2 separate regions of the Mus musculus genome follow, and region 1 is linked to region 2. Evidence: chromatin contacts called from public Hi-C data. All regions are on one chromosome and are shown on one strand. The core of a region is the stretch at or near the end of the contact, and the rest is flanking DNA. Distances in the headings are between cores, read along the strand shown.

What was found. Hi-C and Micro-C count contacts between places; a contact is called where the count stands out from the background.
Region 1: a Hi-C map of muscle stem cells shows a contact between it and region 2, with 4 times the contacts expected there. A contact is called at or near these places in 2 of 484 Hi-C or Micro-C datasets (embryonic fibroblasts and muscle stem cells), 1 of 130 datasets of targeted methods (the NIH/3T3 cell line) and 1 of 9 other capture datasets (adipose tissue).

Annotation. Positions count from the first base shown.
Region 1 is chr15:58,456,084-58,461,141 of GRCm38.p6, forward strand. It overlaps Fam91a1 (family with sequence similarity 91, member A1), which reads left to right. Exons shown (of 24, transcript NM_145959.3): 24 at 1-1,718. Among named protein-coding and RNA genes, the nearest start is that of Fam91a1, 43 kb to the left of the region's middle.
Region 2 is chr15:58,190,691-58,196,252 of GRCm38.p6, forward strand. It overlaps Fbxo32 (F-box protein 32), which reads right to left. Exons shown (of 9, transcript NM_026346.3): 5 at 1,581-1,674; 6 at 595-779. Among named protein-coding and RNA genes, the nearest start is that of Fbxo32, 21 kb to the right of the region's middle.

The DNA.
Region 1 (5,058 bases), core at 1,023-3,522, 260 kb after region 2:
AGCCTAACAGCTTTGCTGATGGCTTTTGTTATTTATACAAGTGATATTTGTGTAATTAACAGACTTCTGCAAGTATATGCCTTTCTTGAAACCGTTAAAGTGGCCATGCATTTAATACCATGGCCTATCTGTAGAATTGACTATTTTGGACCAGGTTACCTGTGGCACAGTTAGTGCTGTGTTTGGGTAAATGAAGTAATGTTTAGTTTTCTACTTTGTCTTGTATAAGGTAGAACTGTATGTATGTCATGTTTGTCTGTAAAAGGAAAAGTACATAGTAATATTAAAATAATTTCTATGACTGTGAATTACTCATTTATTTTTCCAATTACTGAGACTGTACATTCCTAGTGCTATTAGTTATATGTGTATGTAACTTTTACAGTTTCAACTGAAAGTTGTCCGTATTTCTTTTGATCAGGGCTCTTAATCTCATTTGCTTTGATTGAGTTAACTGTAGGTATTTATCTTTGTATTAGTAGTCGAATACCAACTCTAATGACATGTACACTAATAAAGAATTGAACAGTTGTAGTTACGACAGTCCAGTTATTGCTGAGTTTAAAGCTTAAAATATGGGAGTGATTTGCTGCTATAATTCCTTTGAGAAACACTGAAGAAGAGATGAGACCTAACCGTGATCATGAACTTCAGGGACAGTACTTTAAATTAGAACAACACTTTACACCTCTCTGATTTTTGTTTAGTAGGAAGATTGAAACCATCAGAATCCCAGCCGAAGTCCCTGTCTTCTGAGGAACCCTGTTCATTTTAGAGAGGATGACGTGTGTTTGTGCTTTGCTTTATGACTGTCTGGTTCCTTCCACTCACGTTAGCTCTCGCAGAGGCCTCTATTAAGTTGATAAAAAATAAATAAAAAAATAACTATAGACTTTGTTCTTTGCCAAAGAAGATTGATAAAAGTTGTGCCCAGTTATTTTGCAAATGTTTAATTTCATCTGGCTTAGCACCACTCTCTCTCACCACTTATTATAACTTGAACCATGACATTTAGAAGCCAAGAAAAAAAGAGCTACTAAATATCAAAAAGGGCGTACAGTTTAGTAAAGGTCTAGTTTCGACTCACAAATGTGTCTAAAGAAATGCAACTTTGTATCACTTAAGAAGTTAGGCTCAGCCATTCCTTTCAGTAGCCGTTCTCACCCTGTGGGTTGCAACCCCTTTGGGGGCTCAGATCCATCCTTTCACAGGGTCATATATCAGATATCCTGCATATCAGATATTTATTATTATTCATAACAGCAAAACAACAGTTACAAAGTAGTAAAAAACAATTGTGGTTGGGGATCGCTGTGCCATGAGGAACTGTGTTGAAGGGTCACAGCATCAGGAAGGCTGAGAACCACTGCCTTAGCCCTCTCTTGTGTAACATGTGTAACCAGATGCTTTTGCATTTGTTTGAGGGATGTGATTTCCCTTTCTGGGTCGTTTGCTTTCTCTGCCATTCTCATTTTTTATGTTCAGTGTTTCAAGTACACTTTGTATTAAAGGATTTTAAAGTACCAAAACTGTAACTCAGTACAATGGATTGTGTTCTGTTATGATGTTAATATTATCCAAGGAAATTGTATAAAGTGTTGTCAATTTGATTATTGACACAAATAACATGTTTACAAATAAACTGGTGTTGATCAAGTTACTGTGGAGAGTGTCTAATTTTCTGGGACTTGTTTTAATATTAAATACCTGTGCTTTTCAAAAACCTGGCTTTCCTGTGTTTTTTCAACAACTTTTAAAATTTGGTCCTAATACCAGATTTGCAGGAAAATTACCAGGTTAGGCAAGGGATGTTCATTGTCTCTGCCCTGGCTAGTTTTAAGTAAGCTTGATACAAGCTAGAGGAAAGGAGAACCTCAGTTGAGAAAATGCCCCTATGAGATTGGCCTGTGGTGTGGGCAGCTCTGTGGGGCATTTTCTTAGTGACTGAGACTGCTGTATCATAACTCAGGCCATCACTGAGAGAAATCAGGGGAGGAACTAGGAACTAGGAAGGCAGGAACCTGGAGGCAAGAACTGATGCACAGGCTAGACGTGCAGCTTACTGGCTTGCTTGTAGCTTGCTCAGCCTGCTTTAGTATACCAAAGATCTGGGAAGAGTTGGGAGAGGGAGAGGGAGTAGGATTAAAGCACATGAAATTCTCAACTGAGAGAAATGTTTAAAATTTAAGAAGGAAACGTTGCATATAGCATAGGCTCTCTGTCTTACTCCAGCCCCTGGTGGTTTGACTGGAATATCCTGGCTGGATGGTGAAGAAGTTGGCACTGCTTCTTAAAATGATCTCCTTTTCCTGCCTCCTCTCTGTAGAGCCATCTGCCAGCTCCCGGTCATCCAATTCATCCGTGGTGTGGATTACAAAGTTTTTTCATGGATTGTTTTTCATCTTGTGGTTTTAGTGGGTCCCTGCCCGTGAGCAAAAATTCAGTTTTCCATTCAGAACTCTTCCAGCCTCGTGTTTTATTAAGGAGTGTACAAGTGTACGCAAGTGGAGAGTGGTTTAGGGTAGGAGCCTTGTACCACCGTTCTGCTTTGACCATGGCCAGTGCTTAGCCCTTTGGGTTCGTGTAGACAAAGCACATAGATGATTTATATGTGCATGTGCACACAACTCCATCCCTTCTCTAAACTATCAGCCAAAACCTGGATACTACACAGTATTCTATAATTTAGACTCACTATTAATTGAATTAGTTCCCACAGCTAGAAGTGGCACACGTACTCCACTAAACCACCACTGATGGCATATAACAGTAGAATTAAAAGCAAGCAAAATCAGTCTCAAGCATCAATAGGGAAGTAGTCACTTTGGGGAGGGATGGGGTTTGAAGCAGGCCCTCACTGTGTAGCCCTGGCTATCCTGGAACTAGCTCTGCAGGCCAGGCTAGCCTTGAACTCAACCTTCCTCTGCCTCTGGAGTGCTGGGACTAAAGGTGTGGACCACCACTGCACAGCTGGTAGTCACATTTAAAGGGATGGGAAAATTTAAAATAACATGTTTGTATACTAGGAAAATTCAAAGATGAACTGAAACAAGTTTAGGAATAAAATACTAGGGAATGATTTACCTACAACCTTTTTATCATGGGTATGGGAAAGGAGTCTTACATTCGTTTTTTATAGACTTGACACGTAAAAATTATACATATTAATGAAATCCTATTTAGTGAACAGGTTTCCCAATGTATATGTGTAATTAATTAACATCAATTCTTAGCATTCTGATAAACTTGGGTGACAGAGGCTGTATAGAGATGTTTTAAAAAATATTTTAAAATTTCTTTTGAGAATTTTATAATACATACACATATATAGTGTCTTTCACAGCTGTTAAGAGTTTATGAGTGCAGTGGTTCTGTCATATCCAGAAGACAGTTTTCGTCCATCCTTCCCTGACCTATGGCTCTTAGAAGCTTCTCATTGCCTTCTTCCATAATGTCCTGTGAGGCGCGCGTGTGTGTGTGTGTGTATGTGTGTGTGCACGTGCATGTGTGTGTGTGCGCGCGTGTGTGCGTGTGTGTGCGCGTGCGTGTGTGTGTGTGGCGTGTGTGTGCGTGTGTGCGCGCGCGCGTGTGTGTGTGAGTGTGTTTCAAATGCTCCATATATGACTGAGCACTCCACACACATTTATTTCTGCACTTTGACCAGTTGTGAGTGTCTGTTAATGACCATCTGCCTCACAGTGACTCTCTGATGAACACTGAGAGATACACCCGTCTATGGTTCAGAGATACATATTTGGAAGATAGTTTGATACTATGTTCATTGAGCAAAATACTAATAGTTTCATTCCTGAGGCATATGGGTTCCCTAGCCATAGACTCTTGGTCAGATTTACAGTTTTAACAGTTAATCCTGTGGAGTGGGCTTTGAACCCAATCACAAGGTGGTTGGTAATTCCCAGAACAGTCATTTAAAGCACTTCAGTCATAGGAAATAGTTTTTAATTGAAGTTTGTTCTGACATTCGGTATAGACAACTCTTTCCCAGGGAGGAAAAAGAGGAAGAAGATATTCCCTGCTCAGAGATAAACCAAAGGCTCTTCCTCGTGAGTTTTTCCACACATTCCCCAGCCACGCTTTCAAACACACACCTCAGCACTCAGAGCTGTAGTTTATGCGAGCTTGGGGTCTTGGTTTTCGTCCCACAGAATTAAAGAAGTCAGTTCAAAAGACTTAAGTTTTTTTTTTCATTTATTTAATATGTGCTCTGAAAATGCACTTTTAATATCAGTGGGAAATTTAATCATTTTCCTTTGTAGTTGGTGAGTGTCAGACAAATAAACTGTCTCAAAAGATCTTGATAGGGCTGGAAATATGACTCAGCGGTTAAGAACACTGACTGCTCTTCCCGAGGTCCTGAGTTCAATTCCCAGCAACCATATGTTGGCTCACAACCAACTGTAATGGGATCCAATGCACTCTTCTAGTGTGTGTCTGAAGACAGCTGCAGTGTACGCATACAAATAAAAAGTAAATAAATCTTTTTTTAAAAAATCCTGATCAAATTGTTAGTGACACATCAATACTGTGTCACTGGTGGCCTTTGCTACTTTGTGGGTTCTTCTTTTTCCCAGCTTTTATCCACCCACCCTTTGTTTCACCCCCTATCACTAGATAGGAGAGAAAGGGTAGAGCAGAGAGAGAACATAAAGATCCCTGAATCTAATTTATTCTTTCTTTGAGCATAACACTAACAAATCACAACCCCCCCCCCCAAAAATGACCATCAACCACCAACCCCCTGACTCTTGGGACCCTGGGCATTTATATATGCTCTGGAAATTTCCCAGGATTCCAAATGTCATACAGTTGCAAAAACTATCTGCAGCTGGCAAAACCATGCTTCTGCTGGAGCACGAGGCAAATCATAGTCAGCTGCTGCTGCTGTCCGAAGCAGCTTCGCATCACCACACCTGGGATTAAAATGAAAACATTCGTATACTATGTCTATGGGTTTTTTATTATTATTTTATATTTTTGAGAAGCCAAAATTGTCCCTACACACCACCAGTGGGCTAAAGCAGAAGTTGCTTGTTTGGA
Region 2 (5,562 bases), core at 2,586-5,085:
GAGTATTTAATTTGGAAAGCCAAAACAAACATCTGATGTATGTAGCCATATGCCTATAGTCTACAGGCTCTGAGTGAATCTTGATCAGTATTTTCTTACATGTACGTCCAGGCTTGATTCAAAGACATCCCTTGTCCTCACTACCAATACATGGAACTAAAATTTTAAAAGGCTGGCAGTACCAGTTCTCCAAGCCTGTCTTCTGGGTATGATTGCATTGACGGCAGCATCCCCCCAATACACAAAAAGCTCATTCTTTTTGAGGAGATGAGAGCTCACCCAAGCCACACTGAAGACTTCAGCAGGATGGCCAGCACCCTGCCCCCAACAGTGTTCTGCATGATGCTCCCAGTTGGCTGTTAGGCTTCACGTTTCCTCTACCTTCTTCTGCCAAGTTCTTCTTCCCACTCCCCTCTATCAGGATGCCCCTCATAGCACCCTCCAAGATGAGGCATCAAATCAGAAGCAATTAGCTCCTGCATCACCAGAGTAGACTATGTTGCCTTGGACTTTCTACTCAGTGTCTAAGTGGAGGAAACCACTGCACGGTGGGTGGGGGGTGGCAGGTGGCAGGTGGCGGGCGCTTGCACTTACCCTGCTGATCTGGATGCTATTCAGCTGCTGCTGCCAGTGTAGAATGGTCTCCATCCGATACACCCACATGTTAATGTTGCCCACCAGCACAGACTTGCCGACTCTCTGCACCAGTGTGCATAAGGATGTGTAGAGAGTCTGGAGAAGTTCCCGTATAAGTCTTATGTTTTGCTGGTCTTCAAGAACTTGGGTGGGGGGAAAAAGAAAATCAAAGTTAAGTTATTGAAGCCAGGCATGTTACAAGTGGGCTTTTCTTCTTCGTTGTGGGCTCCTGTTACTGGGCACTGCCTGTGTCTTTCTTTCTCACCAGTGTTAATTCTATCCTCGGCTAGTGGGTAGAGTTTCTGCCATCTGGGTCCCTCTTTGTTCCCTTCTCCCGGGTTTCTAAAGAACTCTTTTCTGTTTCTATTGCTCCACCAGTGCCAAGTGTCCACCTGATCAGAAAGTGGTGGGGGTTTTTTTGTTCAGCAGATAGCATCTTTTTAGATGAGTAGAAGACTGCATTTTGGGGGTTCAGATGGTTGGGTTTTAACCTTGTCTGTCACTTCTCTAGACAATCATTTCTCATGTGCCTCAGTTCCCCTATGTCTGAAATGACTCAGCTGACCCAGAGGTCTTAAGGTCCCCTCCAGTTCAAACAGTCTATGCCTGGATTCTGCTTTGCACACAGCTCCATTTCCTGGGGCTATAGAAACTCCACCATGAAGGGCAGGGTTTGTGTCCTCATTGAGAAGCCAGTCAAACTTGAAGCAGGGAAAACATATGACCCTAAAGAAATGACAAGGGGCAGTGTGCTTGGTCTTTGCCAAGGGCATGGATGGCACATCTTTTCTGAGCTGGAAGCAGGTACTCCTGACTTCAGCCGCCATGACTCACTTCTCTAGGCTTATACTCCTTTAAACCTAGTGACATGCTACGTGATGAGACAACCCACCTGCCTATTCCCACACCTAGGAAAAGGGCTGAGGTGTGTGTGGGGTGCTCACCTTTCAGTACCACTTTTTCCAAAATGTTCATGAAGTTCTTTTGGGCGATGCCACTCAGGGATGTGAGCTGTGACTTTGCTATCAGCTCCAACAGCTGTGGATAAAAATAGAAGTTGCCAGGCTTAGACTACAGAGATTTCTTTTTTTTTTTTAAACCTAATCTTCACTTTTGAGTCACATGACATGCAGATACAGACAGATGGGGGTGGGGAGGAGAAAGAGAGAGAGAGAGAGAGAGAGAGAGAAAGAGAGAGAGAGAGAGAGAGAGAGAGAGAGAGAGAGAGAGAGAGAGAGAGGCCACTAGGCAATAAAAGGCAGATGCTCAGAGAGGCAATAAAAGGCAGATGCTCAGAGTGAAAGACAAATGGGGGTAATTCAAAACCAGGAGTCAGGCTGAATATTTAATTGCTTTCCTTTTTTTCTTCTATATATAAAGGGTTTGGGCTTCAGCCAGGGCTGATCCATTGTATTTGGCCCACTTCAGAAAGGAGAGCTGACACTATTCCAAAGGGAACAGAACCTCTCATGACCTGTGAACACCAGAGCTCTGCATAATCACCCCAAGGGGATCTGTTCTTGTCCTGACCTGAACCTCTGTCCACTGGCACCGACTGCTCTCAGGACACATTCGGGTTCATGTTTGGTGACCATGTGCATGTCCCAAGGAAGGGATGAGTCTTTTTTAGACAGTACCTGCTTCTCATGTTCAAGAAACTTGCCTGATTAGTAGACTCCTTTGCTGCAGGTACCTTTTTTTTTTAATAGAAAGATGCTAAGGAAGAGAAACAGGGTGTATAGTGAGTCTACCTCTCTCTCCTCAGAGGCTCAAAGGAGAATCCTAGTATCTGTCAGCTTTGATACAATTCTTTTGAAAGCTTTATGTGTGTCAGTATACCACGTTTGTGCCTTGTGCTAATGGAGGCCAAAAGAGGACATTGGATCCCCTGGAACTGGAGTTACAGACAGTTGTGAGCCACCGTATGGATGTCAGAACTAAGCCTGGGTCCTCTAGAAGCAGCAAGTACTCTTACTGGCTAAGTTATCTCAACCAGCCCATGCAATAGAGTCTTGATTTGATAAATTCTTAGCTCTGTGATTAAGGGCATGCCACTAAATGCATTTTGCTATCTGGGTTCTTCATTTCTATGAATAATATTCAGGGTCTTTGAGGTGGTGAGCTTTCAATGAAAGAGTATGCACAGAACCCCTACCCAAGGGCCTGGTGTTAATTAGATGCCAGGTAAGTTTGGTTTGTTTGACAAGGGCCTATGCTAATTTCTACTACTTCCATTATTGCCAAACAAAAAGAAAAGAAATTATAATACCGTATTGGTATTATGTATATACTATATTGGATACTGGAATCAAGGCAGAAGAGGGAAGAAACAGAACAATCTAAAACTCTGCACTACAAAACCACAACTGAATGGGAACATAAGAACTGAACACAAAAGCCGGATTTCAGGGGATTCGCTTTGGACCCATGCCCTACATCAGCGGTTCTCAACCCATGGGTGATGACCCTGTGGCAACCCTCTATCTCCAAAAATGTTTACATTACAATTCATAACAGTAACAAAATTACAGTTAGGAAGTAGCAACGAAAATAATTCTATGGGTTGAGGGTCACCACAAGATGAGGAATTGTATTAAAGGTTTGCAGCATTATGAGGGTGGAGAACCATGGCCCTAGGTGGTTTAGAGCACCTCCGTGTCCCAGGCCCTTATTTAAAACATTTGTCCTTATTGAGCCCTTTGGGCCCTTGTCAAACACAGACAGACCTAGTTCCTGGAACATAATTTTACTTTAAATTGGAAACAAAAAGTTCTAAGCCTTGAATGCCCTCATGCTAGATGTGGTATCTTTTACATGGGCATGGGGTGGTGTGTCCTCCTGACTTGGAGGACGAGGAGGAGGAGGAGGAGGAGACACTGCTGTATTGTGCTTAGTGCTGGAGACCTAAACTTAGAAGTCAGGAGCTGACAAGAGTGATGCTGACAGGGTAGACATCAAAACACGCCCGGGGATGTGGGGTGGGTGGGGTGGGGGAGGCTCTGTCCATGCATAGTGACCGCAGGGCTCTGTGCCCGCCTAGTTCAGTTCTGCCACCAATCAGCACATGACAGTGGAAAAAGAACACGAACCTTTCATTTTCTCCCTGAGCAACAGCAGCAGGCTCTAGAAGGCCAGGCCAATGGTTTATTAATGCCCAGAGCCTCACATGACTAGCATAAAGCGAGATGAAAGAAAACAAAAGCCTGGCAGTCTGGAGCCTACTCCTGCAGGGCAGGCGGCTGAGCACCATGACTCATCCTTGGGTAGGAGCTGAGGCAGGGGCCAGCCTTCGATCAGCCAGAAATGCATCTAAAACGTGGGTGCCATGTGACCACTGCTCCCCAGAGTGTCAGTCTTAATCCCATCTCAAAGGGCACCCATCACAAGGGAAAAAAAAAAAAAGATAAAAAGCCTCTGCAACAGGCCCTGACTGTGCATCAAAGAAAGCTCTGCGGGCTCTGTTTAGGAGCAGCAAAGAGCTCTTTGGGCTGAACTTATTATCTTCGTTACCTGAGGAGGGAGAGGGATAGAGCAGCACACTGGCAAGTGACAGGAGGGTGACATGTAATCTCATCTCTGTTTCACCCTATCTTCAGGGAAAGTCCCCGCTTTCATTGCTAGGCAGCTGTGGGGCCCTGGAACAGGAGAATCGGATTCTCTGTCTGGGTGACCTTTACAACCGTCATTCATTTAGCAAGAATCTCTGTGTCCACTCTGTTGTAGCACTGAGACAGATGACAGGGAAGGGCAGAGCGCGCGATCCCCAGACTCATGGAGTTTACTGTCTAGTCATCTAGCTTGTTGTGGGGTTTCTAAATGTCAATAAAAAGGCTACCTACAGGAAATACAAACCAAACCAGCGACAACAAAAGACTACCTCTAGGACTGTAATGAGAATCAAGTGAGATATTGAGAAAACCAAAACTTACTGTTGCAAACATAAAGTGTTATGATCACTATTAAAATTACTCTTCTCCCCGGTGCCAGTCTCTTAAAGAAGTTTAAGGTTGACAGCTGGAGTAGGCAAACTTTCTACAGGGCCAAATAGGAACTGGGTTTTTGATTTTTTTTTTTTTTTTTTGTTTTGAGGCAGGGTTTCTCTGTGTAATAGCCCTGGATGTCCTGGAACTCACACTGTAGACCAGGCTGGCTCAAACTCAAAGAGATCCCCTTGCTTCTGCCTCCCCTGGGGCTAGGGTTAAAGGAATGCACCACCATACCTGGCCCCCAAGTAGTAACTGCTTCAAGGTTTGTGGGTCATACAGTCTTTACACTGAAAATGACCTGCTGTTGTAGCACAAAAGCAACCCTAGACAATATGAAAATCAATGTGTACACTTGTGTGTAACAATAAAACTTTATTTATAAAAATAAATGCAGGGCCAGATGTGGTCCTGGGGTCCCTTGCAATATATATCATAGAGAGTATAAGTGAAGGTCCCAGAGTCAAACTACTGGCTTCAGTTTTTCCTATCTATAAATTTTGTATAATGATACCACTTCCTTAAGAATTGTTGTGAAGATCAAATAGATCATCAAGCCCTCACAAAGTGCCAGGTACCAAGAACATACTTAGCGTTATCACAGTGTTTTATCATAATACAGAAAAGACAGCTAGGTAAAATTATTGCCAGGCAGAACATAGGGAAGTACTAAGGTAAAATATAGCTTGTTTAAAGACTATATTTCAACTGTATGTGTTGTCAACTGGATGCACTCAGACTTTAACATTCCTCTGACATCGCTATTATATTTGTGGTGCATTTAGTAGCTCTCTGTTGATACACGTCATGACTTGCAGAGATGCTTCAACCATGAAGCCGTATTTTGCTAAAAACGATGGATATTTACTGTGTGCAGAGATGGTGCCACACAGTTCATCTGTCTGGTCTCAATTTTCAATGGACAAAGAGGTTAAGTTTCCCA